3 separate regions of the Ovis aries genome follow, and all the other regions are linked to region 1. Evidence: chromatin contacts called from public Hi-C data. All regions are on one chromosome and are shown on one strand. Each heading gives the region's core, a stretch centred on a gene start, on an enhancer-like site or on the middle of the called end of the contact. The rest is flanking DNA. Distances are from core to core; before and after follow the strand shown.

What was found. Hi-C and Micro-C count contacts between places; a contact is called where the count stands out from the background.
Region 2: a Hi-C map of skin fibroblasts shows a contact between it and region 1, with 2.8 times the contacts expected there. The contact joins two enhancer-like sites. A contact is called at or near these places in 12 of 16 Hi-C or Micro-C datasets (blood, hypothalamus, liver and 6 more).
Region 3: a contact with region 1 is called in a Hi-C map of skin fibroblasts, with 1.9 times the contacts expected there. The contact joins two enhancer-like sites. A contact is called at or near these places in 2 of 16 Hi-C or Micro-C datasets (blood and skin fibroblasts).

Annotation. Positions count from the first base shown.
Region 1 is chr1:97,566,718-97,571,355 of ARS-UI_Ramb_v3.0, reverse strand. It overlaps SEC22B (SEC22 homolog B, vesicle trafficking protein), which reads left to right. Exons shown (of 5, transcript XM_004002393.6): 5 at 3,126-4,638. The coding sequence ends at 3,280. Among named protein-coding and RNA genes, the nearest start is that of SEC22B, 19 kb to the left of the region's middle. Within about 2 kb of position 1,990, at least 12 of the 54 cell types and tissues checked have an H3K27ac peak or open chromatin away from gene starts, as enhancers often do. A contact at or near this core is called in liver and tail adipose tissue, where this site is marked.
Region 2 is chr1:97,332,319-97,336,956 of ARS-UI_Ramb_v3.0, reverse strand. It overlaps NOTCH2 (notch receptor 2), which reads left to right. Exons shown (of 34, transcript XM_060401816.1): 13 at 2,443-2,635; 14 at 3,966-4,111. Among named protein-coding and RNA genes, the nearest start is that of REG4, 140 kb to the right of the region's middle. Within about 2 kb of position 2,201, at least 9 of the 54 cell types and tissues checked have an H3K27ac peak or open chromatin away from gene starts, as enhancers often do. A contact at or near this core is called in liver and tail adipose tissue, where this site is marked.
Region 3 is chr1:97,373,973-97,378,610 of ARS-UI_Ramb_v3.0, reverse strand. NOTCH2 (notch receptor 2) reads left to right here. Exons shown (of 34, transcript XM_060401816.1): 5 at 3,629-3,751. Among named protein-coding and RNA genes, the nearest start is that of NOTCH2, 130 kb to the left of the region's middle. Within about 2 kb of position 2,435, at least 2 of the 54 cell types and tissues checked have an H3K27ac peak or open chromatin away from gene starts, as enhancers often do.

The DNA of each region.
Region 1 (4,638 bases), core at 741-3,240:
ACCAAATTAGATTAGTATTTATAGAAACACGTAAGGAAAACGAAAAGAAGAATGAGAGGACATTGTCAAAGGTTTATGGCAATGGTTTCATAAGTAGCTGCTCCAAGAGACTTTACTGCTGCCAGATCAACTGTTGTAAAATACCATTTCCTCAAGGCGTTCCTCTGCAGAAAAACTGAGACCTGTGACTACAAGATCTAGTCTGGTCTCAACTTACTTTTCATTCATCCAGTCATTATTAATTGAATACTCATAATGTGCAAGGTGGGCTTCCCCAGTGGCTCAGCATTTAAAAATGTGCCTGCAGTATGGGGGCCGCAGGAGACACAGGTTCGGTCCCTGGGTCAGAAAGATCCCCTGGAGGAGGAAATGGCAACCCACTCCAGTTTTCTTTCCTCTAGAATCCTGTGGACAGAGGAGCCTGGTGGGCTACATTCCATAGAGTCGCATAGAGTTGAACACAACTGAAGCCACTTAGCAGCCAATGTGCAAGGCACTGTATTCTCTGTTGTGGAAGATAAGGAGATTGCAAAAGTGTTTCATTCTCCCTGGTTCACAAACATTCCACCTCAGCCAGTTCAGTGTCTTTATCATCCTGGACCTTCCTTAGACTCTAGATAAGAACTGCCTCTATAAAGTAGCCTTCCCTGATCTGTACAGCCCCTTACGCATTAATCTCCTTACTCCTTCAAATTCTTAAAACACTTACATATTTTACGTAATGTAAAAAAGCATGTAATGTTTTTTAGCACATGGGGTATGTATATGTGTGTGTACTAATTTACCTAAAATATATAACTAATGTTTACGTGTTACCTAAGTGTTTAATGTGAGCATATACGCTGTTTTTTATCTATTTTATATACTTATTTTATTTCTTTCACAGTAATCATCACAGGTAGTTGCCTTAATGTATATTTTTAAAATTCAGCCTTGTTACATATTCATGATTAAATGCATGCATGCGAAATCACCTCAGTCATGTCCTACTCTTTGTGACCCCATGGACTGTAGCCCGCCAGGCTCCTCTGTCCTTGGGATTCTCCACGCAAGAGTACTGGAGTGGATTGCCATTCCCTTCTCCAATGAATAAATGGGTTTTCCTTTATTATGAACTTCAGATTTTAACCTTCATGTTTATAGTCAGCAATTGTCCCACTGTATATAGCTTCATACTCTTTAAACATCAGTTTTTGGATAAGTGAGTCTATATAAATTTTCATCATAGCGGACTCACAGGTTCTACTCAGGATAAAGTAAACCAGTATAGGAAACTTTTTTAAAGCCAAAATTTATATTTATTTATTTTTATTTTTTTAGTTTTTTATTTTTTAAATTTTAAAATCTTTAATTCTTACATGCGTTCCCAAACATGATAAACTGCTCAATTAATCAAGAGCATATGGGGTTTCCTTCTAGTGCTTTGCTAATTGCTATAGTGTTGATATGCTGATAAAAACAAAGTACATTTTTACCCTTAAGAAATTTCATGTGATTAGTAAGATAAGGAACATTGTCACAGAGTAACAAATATCTGTTGAACATTTACATTGTGCTAGGCAATATGGTAAGGGGACTTTACATATATTTTATTTATTCTTTAGAGTAATCCCATGTGAAGTGGGTGGTATCAAACCAGTTTTACAGATAAAGAAGCAAAGACTCAGAAAAGTACTTCTCCAAGCAATAGCTTTGTTTTTATGATACCATGTGTTTCCAATGTTCATATGTAAAGAAATTCTCATAACTGTTGCTTACTTTATATGACCTAATATTTATTTCTCTTCCCAGTTTTTCTCAGCAGATTTAGATTCATTCAGCAAATACTTATTTATGGAGCACTGACTATATGCCAGATCCTGTTCTAGGCACTAAGAATATAGTAAGAAACACTGTAGTAGTTAAAAACCTCTGTCCAGTCTGTTAAACTGACCGCAAAGATTCCTTGCAGTATTGTCATGGCTATTTCTCATCCCTTAACTGTTTTTTTGCATGACAAGGTGCTTTTCTTACAGGACAAGTTACTAATTTCGAAATGGCTGACATGCCTGTGTTATTAAGTAATGCCACATTTCTCAATCAAAACCAGTCCCTATTAAGCAACTCCAAATAGTCCAAAAGCATTCTCCAAGGAAGACCAAATAGATTCAGATTGCAAAACAGTTTCTCAAAAATTTAAAGAAGTGAAAAGTTTGATTAGAAGTTATGCCAAACTGAGAGTTTGTTTTTATTATTAAAAATATGCCATATATTTTAAGCCCAGTTTAGCTTATGTGTATCTGGTTATTTCTCTAAGTGCTTTGTTAACAATTAAAAGAAGATAATGACATTACAAATGTTCGTATAGGGAATAAAACTTTGCAGAAGATTCTAAAAAGCTTAATTTAGTATACATTGGTAGTTTTCTAGCACCTGTGATTGTATTTTCATTGTAATATAGCTTTCCTACGTCTGCTAAAATACAATTTCTGATAGTGTTATCTTCATAATAATAGTCTTTACCATCTGGAAAGTTTTAGAAATTTGGTAGTAGTCACTGTTGAGATACCGCTTAATACTCAGTGTCTGGTTCATTGAATTTTCTGGTTACCTGCATTTTTCATCTTACCTGGATTATCATTTGTCAAAATATGAGCGAATATGATTTAAACCATTAAGAGATTATGAAGATAGTTGCTATCAGCTAACGTTTATCAAGTGTTTACCATCATGTAGGCATTGTGCTCACTTTACAGATATCCTATGATATGGTTACTTTTATTGTATATTCCCTATTTTTATATACAAAGAAGTTGGGTCTTAGGCTGAGTTGCCCAGTATCATATGATTGGTACAGTGGAGATTTGAACTAGGGTCTGAGGCCAGACCCTGGACTCACTCTATAGCCTCAAGAATTTGAACATAAGTTGAACTGATTATTTGAAAATGCATTGTAGATTTTACAGTGCTTTGGGATCATGAATAAATCAGTGTATACAACCTTACCCTTAAAAAAAAAAAAAAAGATAATTTCAGCTTCACGATTTGAAGTAGTGCTACTCATTTAGGTTATTTTTGTTCTTAATACGGTTGATAAAATACTTTAAAGCACTAATTAATGTTATTCTTTTTTTCCCTTTTGACAGCATTGGATTCGAAGGCTAACAATTTGTCCAGTCTGTCCAAGAAATACCGCCAGGATGCGAAGTACTTGAACATGCGTTCCACTTATGCCAAACTTGCAGCAGTAGCTGTATTTTTCATCATGTTAATAGTGTATGTGCGCTTCTGGTGGCTGTGAAGTAGTGAATCCAGTCACTGGCAAGGGAGAACCTAGCACCCGACAGGTGTATGTTTTCAGGAAGCTGAGCGCACAGAGATGTGTATTAGAATCCAAGTGGAACTTCTGCCTCTAAAGACCTTGCAAGAAAAGACATGGCCTGAAAAGGAAAGGTTACACCTCATTTAATGAAGCTTAGCCCTATGTAGAAAGCGTCTTTCCGGGGCAGAGGCTTTCTCTGGGTGCTAAGCCATATACATTAGGGAACAGTAGATTGTTTTATTTGTTTTTTTTCCCCTTCCAGTGTTTTACATTTTTCAAACAGCACTGACTGGGGCATTCTCATTCTCTAATGGAGCTGTCAGTGAGATTTGGCTTAACCAACCTATGCTAGCAAGTCTGAAATCCCTTCAGAGAAGGCAGCCCTTCAGGAAGTTTTTTGACTCTGTTTAATCAACATTCCTTTTGTTGGTGACATTTGTGATTTTCAGGAATCTGGGTTGTTTGATGGCCTTTTAAACAAGACTCCAGTATGTGAAGGTTAATTGCTGTGCTGCAAGATACCCTGTCTATTGGCCCCTGTAGGAAGTTAACCTTGTTTTTCATTTATGATAATTTGCTTATTGCACAATTGCTTTAGAGTTAAATGAATTAAATGAATTATATTAAGATGCCTTGAAATTATATTATAGCACTCCTTGATTAAGAAGCAAAAATGTTTTCTGTCATTTACTCTTAAAAGACTTAAAATTAGTTTGGGACATTCTTGATTTTATTTTTCTGCATCTGGTTTATATTAATATAAGAGTGAGTATAGCATATAGCCAGAGGCCCCTGACTTATTGGGAAGACAGGCCAGCTCATCACTACAGCTTTTTCCTCTTTCCTCACTTCTTCACTATGATTTTCCCCACTCTTCCTCCTGCCACAACTTGCTAAGGCTTTTTTAATTGCTCTGAGCCCTATAGTTTCATGTCCCATAACTATCCTCTCAGTACATTCTCAAATTTCAAAATGGGAGATAATCAGTTGCATAGTTAATTAAATTGAAATTTTTCAGAGCAACTACTCAAACTACTAAACATATTTATCTAAGAAAATCTGAGAGCACCTCATATCTGCTTCAGTTATGTAATTCCCTAAGAATGTTCTAGAGATAGGCAACTCATTTCCAGTAGATTCTGTTAACAAATAAAAGTACCTGATTTTTCCCTTTTTTGCTCAGGGATAATGAGAATTTCCTTTTACCTTCTGAGGTAGAATTTTTTAAATGGGGAGAATAGGCCTTTTAAATATTGTCACAAGAGTCTACAATATAACCTCTAATTCCTACACATACTGCAAATATTTCTTTAAATTGTACAGGAAAATGAACCAAG
Region 2 (4,638 bases), core at 952-3,451, 230 kb after region 1:
CATAGTGATTATAGTCAGCAATACTGCATTATAAACTTTCAAATTGCTGAGAGAGTAGATCTTAATTGTTTTTACCACAAAAAGAAGTGATGGTTATGTGACATGATAGAAGTGTTCACTAACTGCGGAGGTAATCATATTGCAATATATAAAATATATCAAACCAACACATCATATACCTTAAACTTACACAATGTTATATGTCAATCATGTCTTAATTTTAAAATTAACAAACTTAGGGAATTTTTATTATCTTCATTTAACAAATAAGGCAACTGAAAGAGCTTATTGTGTCCATGGTCTTAGCTAGTGGACTTCCCTGGTGGCTCAGATGGTAAAGTGTCTGTCTACAGTGCGAGAGACCCGGGTTCAATCCCTGGGTTGGGAAGATCCCCTGGAGAAGGAAATGGCAATCCACTCCAGTATATTGCCTGGAAAATCCCATGGACTGAGGAGCCTGGAAGGCTACAGGTCTTAGCTAGTGAGTCTCACTGTTAGGACTGTGAGTTCCCAGAAGGCAGGCACCTCCCTAATTGTCTTTTTAGCCAGCATTTTCTAAAACTGTGTAGCACTCAGGGAGCACTTAGAAAATATTGCTGAATGAATGACCAGCACTCACATATGGAACCTCTGACATCCAACACTAGACTCTTGAGTCTGCACTGTACCATGCTTTCATTCATTAAATACTAATTTGTTAGGCATCAACCTACACGATAAGAAACATTGGCTAATTTCTCATTCAGTAGTTACTGAGCCCAGCAAGGTACATAGTCTTGTGCTGGGAGTTCATGAAATGCTGGGATTTCCGATGCTACTTAAAGGATGAGAATTTGCTAGTGAAGCAGCTGCGGTTCACCAGGTAGACTATACAAAGGGGCACTTAACCCTCTCAGCTAAAGATGACTTGAAACTTGATTCTGCTGAGAGCTTTAAAAGCAAATAAAGAAAATGTGAGAAGTGTGACTTCTGAGAATATTTTTCCCAAGAAAAGACAGAATTGAAAAAACTTTTTCATTACATTCTCCACAGGATTTCAGACAGAGGATAGTGCTGTAGTTGAAGACTTGTGGCTCTTATCTCGATGCCAGTGGCAAACATCTAAAAAAAAAAAAAAATCAGAAGTTGAAGCTAAGAAAGTAGTATTGTAGAATCGGTTATTAATGAAATACTTAAAAGGAAAACAGCAACTACTATCAGATTATGGGTTTTTTACCACACGAACCATCAATAATGATTTAGAGTAGTAGAGAGTGAAAAAATGTTAATACCCATACTTTAAAAGGGTGTGTATCTATTTCATTTGGAATTTCCTGTTCTAATTGTAGGGTTACTCTTTCTTAAATAAAAATGCCTGGTTTTATATGAATCAGAAAATTGTATTCTTTGAAATTTATAATTCCTTCATAGCAGTTACTTGTCACCACTCATTTACAGAATTATGGGTTATTTTAAAATTTTATATCATTTTGGAATATATAGTTAAATATCATTTATTCAAAACTTAAAGCAAAACTCATATGTAACTGGCATACTTTATTCCACTTTATAGCAGACATCTTTTCAAAGTCCAATCTTGGGTATGTTTTAGAGGAACATATACATTTCAATTTCATATATTCTGAACATTTACGTTATAACGATGAAATAATAATTGTCTACATCAGAATTTCTCAAAATGTAGTATCTGAAACACCTATATTATTTAAAATGTTACTTTGAAGCAGTAAGGATCTTCTTTAAAAACAAGTACTTTTAGCAATCCTTGCACATTAAAATTTAAGAACTACTGATCTATATTGAGAGACCCTGAATTGTTTTCTCAGTGATCAGAGAACAATAAAATTATATTTAGGTTTCTCTTCTTCCTGAGCCAGAAAATAGATTAATACAATTATAAAAGTTAAAACAAATGGCTTTTCTTTTTAAGCAACTTAATCATTAATAGTGATTCAGTGTTAATCACTGAACATTCCTGTTAATTGAGATTTACCATATATAGAAATGTAAAAGATTGACTAACTCTTACGAGAATGAAGGCAGTAAACCAGCTGACAACAGTGATAAGAAAAGCTTGAGAGTTCTCCAAACAGCAGCAGTAAGAGGAGCAGCCAACTCTGGTTGCATTTGATGTTCTCTTTGAATATTTGATGCAAAGTTTCCCCATTTCTAAACTGGAGTGAAGAAACACATGTCGAAACACTACAACACCGTCCCAGTATTTTGTTAACTTTGTTAAATTATCAAAGTAGAATGCTCTCTGCTCCTTCCTTGCGTGGCACTAAGTGCTATTGGATGTCTTATTCCTTAAGTCTTGACATTTGGTGCCCACAGCATTTTATAGTCTAGGCAGGTAAATGTATCTGTACAATAGATCTCATGGTCCTGGGTCTATTCCCTAAGCATTTTGGATTTGACAGAAACTGTCCCCCTTCTCTACAGGGCAGAGATGTAACATTGACATTGATGAGTGTGCCTCCAATCCCTGTCGCAAGGGTGCAACGTGCATCAATGATGTGAACGGTTTCCGCTGTATCTGCCCTGAGGGGCCCCACCATCCCAGCTGCTACTCACAGGTGAACGAGTGCCTGAGCAATCCCTGTGTCCACGGAAACTGTACTGGGGGCCTCACTGGGTGAGTAGCTGTTGTGTATTCATCGTTTCTTATTGACCCGTGTCGAGCCAGTTGAGTTTTAGTACTGGCCATACCCTGTAGCAGTTAGTCAGGACCTGAGCTGAGACTAGGCTGAAGAGTCTTCCAAGTCACCACTTTCTTCCCTGCCTTCCATGACTGAGTAGATGGAAAGTAAGGAGGAATGTTTCATTCCTCGTGTGGGTAGTCAGCACATGGGAGGAGTCCAGGGTTATTTTCTGAGTCTTTAGTTGTGCTTTTAGTACTAACTGCAAGATTGCGTTCTGAGGGATATTCTGTTTGACTTAACCTCCTGCTTAAAGAAAACCCAACTCTGTTTCATAATGATACCAGTGGGTACCACTGAAGTAGAGCTGGTCTCAGCTAGCTAGAATCTTGGCCCTGATGAAGTGTTCACAGCTGGCAAGCCCCTGAGAGTTGTGTAATGTGTTGGCAAGTAATTTTCTAGAATCACAGAGTGTGACGTTTGGTTCCATGAGATAGTCTTGTGCTCTTGCTATGCTTGCCAGAGGATGGGACTTTGGCCAAGACTTAGCATTTGCCATGCTTACAACAGGTGAAAAAGTGAAGAGTACATTTAGAGGTAAATGGGAAATTAAGTGATTTCTAAGCTGAATTAACTCAGTATTCCTGTTTCAGAGTATAGCAGCCTTCAAAGCATCCCAACCCATTTACTTTTTTTAAAAAAGAATCACCAGACAAGGAGGCTGTTATCTCCCGATATTACATTCTAAGTGCTAATGGTGTCCAAATTGTGAACAACATGCATACATTTCAGATACCTTCATTTTTGTTCCATTTCCTGCTCAGTACCCTTGGTGCTTTCTGGGGGCAGGGTTTCAGGTCAGAACAAACCACGTCTCAGAAGTCAAACATCCCAGGAGCTCTTCGGGGTCACTTGGAGTCTCTGATACTACCCTGCTTTCTGAGTATCTGTTTTACACCAGAAACAAGTGATCTAAGGTTTCTTTACATTTATTTAGCAGAAAAGAAACTGCAAATTTATCAATGTCAATGTGTCTTTCAGATTGTCCCAATTTGTTGTACCAGCCACTCTTTACATATGAAAGGCCACTAAACTTACTTAATTTTTCCAGCATTTTTGTGGGCCAGAAAGCTGTGTTTACGAAATACTCCAGATGGGCCCACATGATTCACAAGGTAACCCAAGTGTAGGTTTGAAGAGGAACAGAAATGAGATTAGCCCACCCAGGAGCTCCTTGATCCTTCCTTTCTTCAGAATTTTGCATTTCAACTGTGACTTAATTGTACATTCATACCACAACTGTAACTTATTTCTGTCTTCTTTCAGATACAAGTGCCTCTGTGATGCAGGCTGGGTTGGCATCAACTGTGAAGTGGACAAAAATGAATGTCTTTCTAATCCATGCCAGAACGGGGGAACTTGTGACAATCTGGTGAATGGATACAGGTGTACTTGCAAGAAGGGCTTTAAAGGTGACGCAGAAGTGCATATTTTTAAGTCCTTTTTCTGCCTTTTTGTTGGTACATACAGCTTGACTCACTTCTTTCTTTCCCCTTTTCCTACTCATTCATACAGCAACCTTAATTTGAGCACTTATTATTTATAGGGCAGTTGGAGAATAAAAACATAAATTTAAACATGGATTCTATTTTCAGACTAGCAGAGAGGTGAGCTCTTGAAACTATCATTTAAGGTGAGCAACTAGAGCTCCACTCATACAACTTTGGACATTTTAATTGGGTATTCTAATTGTAAGCTCCAGTGTAGGCTTGATTCTGTGATAATTCAAAAGAGATATTGGTAGAAGAATGAAAATCTTGTTTTACTGTAATGGTAGCAATAATATCATGGGAGAATCCATGTATTTAAAACCTTTCCAACAAGTTCTATTAAACATTGAGATATTCTTAGATGATACATAGTCACCTATGACCTTCTGGAAAAATGCATAGTAGTGAGTATTGTGTAGAATCACTTTTTGAGTTGTCTCTGTTACATT
Region 3 (4,638 bases), core at 1,186-3,685, 190 kb after region 1:
ACTTATGAGAGGAATTGCTGGGTGGTATGGTAACCCTATTTAATCTTTTCAGGACTGCCAGACTATATCCCATAGTGGCTGCACTATTTTATTAATACATTCCAACCAGTAGTGTATATGCTATGCCATGCTAAGTCACTTCAGTCGTGTCCAACTCTGTGCGACTCCATAGATGGCAGCCCACCAGGCTTCCCCATCCCTGGGATTCTCCAGGCAAGAACACTGGAGTTGCCATTTCCTTCTCCAATGCATGAAAGTGAAAAATGAAAGTGAAGTCGCTTAGTCGTGTCCGATTCTTAGCGACCCCATGGACTGCAGCCTACTAGGCTCCTCCATCCATGGGATTTTCCAGGCAAGAATACTGGAGTGGGGTGCCATTGCCTTCTCCGAGCAGTGTATAAGGATTCCCAATTTCTCTATTACCTCACCAGCACTTGTTACTATCTGTCTTTAAAATTATAGCCATTCTAGTGGGTGTGAAGTGATAGCTTATTGTGGTCATGATTTGCATTTTCCTGATTGCTGATGCTGAGCATCTTTTCATGTGCTTATTGGCCTTTTGTATATCTTCCTTGGAGAAATGTCTATTTAGCTCCTTTACCCATTTTATAACTGGATTATTTGTATTATTATATTATGGATATTGTATTTTAATTTTGTTGTAAGAATTCTTTGTATCTCCTAGATATATGATTTGTAAATATTTTCTCCCTTTCTGTGGACTGTCTTTACTTTCTTGATTGGCATTCTTTGAAACCCAGGTGGTTTCAATTTTGATTAATTCCAAACTGTCAGTTTTTTCTTTTGTGACTTGTGCCTTTGGTCATGTATAAGATATTTCTATCTAGCCCAAGTCTCATTTCCTCCTATGTTTTATCCTAAGAATCTTATCATTTTAACTCATACATTTTTTAGTTCATTTTTGTTTATGGGATGAGGAAGGAATCCAACTTTATTTATTCTTTTGCATCTAGATATTCAGTTGTTCTGGCACAATTTATTAAATTGTTTTTTTTTTTCTGTCTAACTCATTTAATCGTTAAAACAACCTTTCAGGTAGGTCCTGTTAATTAGTCCAGAGAGGAAAGAAAGTTTAACTATTAAGCATATATAATATCTTGCCCATGTTCACTCAGCTACTGCATGGAAAGTGTGAGAATTAAATCTAGGCAGTTTAACCCAGAGGCCATACTTCAACCGTGAATTAACTCTTTCACCTATTTGCCTTTCTGCCTAAATAACTACATAGTGACAGGTAAGAACTATCTCAAAAATAGTGATGAAAAGAAAACATTTTATTTCTTATATGTTATGGTTATGTTGAAATGTTTCTGCTTTCTTAATTTGTCTGTGGTTGGTGAATTCTTTTCATTGTAACACTGGCTAATATAAATTCAAATAGTTTGGCTACAAAGGCTTCATCACCTCCTTGACACCTTAGCCAAACATATTTAGCCTTGGTCACTAGGGAGATCGAGTTGGGATGGCTGGTATCAATTCTAGGACACCAGCAAACCACATGGGTTTCTAACAGTGGTGGGCCAGGACCCATTTCTCTCCCACATTCTGAAAGTATCCAACTTTTCCAGAGAATGTTTCCATTTGAGAGCACTAGACCAGAAACAGGGACTTCAGTTGTTGTTCAGGGACGGTACTTTGCGGATCTATAGATTTGCTCTCACTTCATCATAATTTTGGGTGGACTTAAGCGGTTCAGCATTTACTGACTCAGTCCATTTGAAGGACTGTCATATGATTAAACAGATACGAGTGCATGCTAAGTCACTTCATTCATGTCCAACTCTTTGTGACCCTGTTGACTGTAACCTGCGAGGCTTCTCTGTCCATGGGACTTTCCGGGCAGGAGTACTGGAATGGGTTGCCATTTCCTTCTCCAGGTGATCTTTCCAACCCAGGGATCAAACCCTCATCTCTTATGTCTCCTGCACTGGCAGCCGGGTACTTTACCACTAACACCACCTGGGAAGCCCAGAAGATATTTGAGTAATATGATTAATTTTTTAAAAATCTGAGTCTATAAATTTTTTCATAGTCTTTCTCAAGCTTACTTAATGACTCATCTGCTTGCATGGACTTCTTAGCAAATACCCAGAGAAATAGAATTCTCTTCAGTCAAGCGTCCAATTATCTCCATCTTCTACAAAGTGATTTCCTTTGGTCTCTGGGTAATTTTTTTGGTTACTTGGTTCATACTCATGTGCATGACTGCAACTGTATTCAGAGAAACCAGCTGTGTTCCAGTGTAGCAGAGCAGATGTAGACCACCACAGTAGCTTCTGCTAAGGAATGAAGAAAGCAAGGCATGATTGATGTCTGCCCACTCACCAGACTGCAGTGTCCTGAAAGCAGGAACTCCGTCTTTTACTTGACTATACCAGTGCCAATATAAGACCCGATATGTGTTTTGAGTAAAAGAGAGAAACTTAAGGGACATTCTGAAGAGGCGAAATATTTAGTCATATGTATTTCAAATAAGGGAATGTTCAGTAAACTTCCTCTCTTAAAGCTGATAGTCTTCCATTTTAATAGTTAAGAGATTTGGTAGCAAGGAAAGAGAAATAAAAAAGCCCAATGTATAAATTATATAGGACTTCCCTGGTGGCTCAGATGGTAAAGCATCTGCCTACAATGCGGGAAACCCAGGTTCAATCGCTGGGTCGGGAAGATCTCTTGGAGAAGGATATGGCAACCCACTCCAGTATTCTTGCCTGGAAAATCCCATGGACAGAGAGGCTACAGTCCATGGGTCACAAAGAGTTGGACACGACTAAATGACTTTACTCACTCATAAATTATATAGGGGAACATGCTATGTGCAATTACGGTGAAGTTTGATGTGCTAGTTTCATTTTTCATAAACGGGAAAAATCAAGAGGAAGGAAGCAGTGCTATAAGTGTGAAAAGGAGGATGAACAATAAGAGTTGGCAAGTGTGGTTAGTAATAATGACACCCCATCTTCAGATGGCTTTTTATATTTGTGTTGTCCTTACGATGTGGCACTTATAACAACCTCGAAAGACAGGCTGGGCAGGTGCAGCCAGACTTATTTTACAGATGAGGAAGCTACTTTGGAGCTTGTAATTACCAAGTATTAAATGGCTTATAAGCAGTGAGGTTAGAACTTGACCCTTATCTTCAGATTTTCAGTTCAGTATTTTTTTATGTCTCCCTATTCTCCCCCGTGATTTTCCCAAGAAGAAAACAAAAAGGAATTTAAATTTAATTAGGTGATCTTTTATTTGTTCTTCTCATTAATCTAGCATGGAGCTGAGGAAAATCTAATACCCTTTTTTTTAGAACCAGCTGTCCTGAGTAGACATTTATCTTCACTGGGATTTTATTTCATGAAAACACTTTGAAATACTTGTGAGGTAACTGTGAAGGCATGTCATTGGCATAATGTTTCGTTTTAGCTGTCTATGCCTGAGGCAAGAAAAGACAGAAGATTGAGGGATTTTTATATGGTGAGTCTTGGGTTGACCATCTGCTGTCAGTGGAACTGTAATAATGAAGTCAGTCTGTTCTGATGACCATGTCCTATGGAGAAGAACAGATCACATCATCTCTATGAGAATTTATCATTTCTTTTAATCCTTCTCTTACTAGGTTTTGAAGGAGTCACCTGTGAGCGGAATATAGATGACTGTCCTAACCACAAGTGTCAGAATGGAGGGGTTTGTGTGGATGGGGTCAATACCTACAACTGCCGCTGTCCCCCTCAGTGGACAGGTATGTATGGTGTGACAAACCATTCAGAATGGGGCATGGGTCAGTAAGCAGAGGCAGGTTGTTATTGAAGTGGGCCCCTTTTACAACAGTGTCTGTGCTACGTCATTGGGTATAGTGCTAACCGCATATGTCCCCCTGTGTTCACTTAAAGAAATACTCTCACCGACATTTATTGGGCAGATGTTCTGAACTCAGTACCATGCTAAGTGCTGTAGGACAGCTGTTCCTAACCTTTCTGGCACCAGAGACTGGAAGATCTCTGGTGGAAGTTTTTTCCATGAACCAAAAGTGGGAGAAGGATGGTTTGGGGATGATTCAAGTGTATTACGTTTATTGTGCACTTTATTTCTATTATTATTACATCAGCTCCACCTCACATCTTCAGACATTAGATCTTGGAGGTTGGGGACCGTACTGTAGAAAATAGGAGAAAGAGCATTCCTGAAAGACTCTGATGTTATTATCTGGCAAAGCAACACATTGCCTGGAACATAGTAGATGCTTATTAAATATCTGAGAGGAAAAGAACATAGTTAAATGCAAAAATATAAATATTCTTACCATATACAAACAAAAGGTTAACTGTGTGAGATAATAGATGTGTTAACTGATCTTATTTTGGTAATCATTTCATATTAAATATGTCTATCAAATCATCATGTATATACTGCTTAAACTTACATGTATGTTATATGTTAAATATAGCCCAATAAGGCTGGAAAAGGAAAAGAAACTACAACTTGTCAAGTTTCAGTGTAGTATCAATGAATATTCTAAATTATATGAAAAGATTATTAGAATACTCTTCCTTCTGCTCTTCTGTTATCAAGCTAAAAAAAACCCTGAAAATAAGTTGTACAGACGGGGAGAGTTCAGAGCTTATTGTC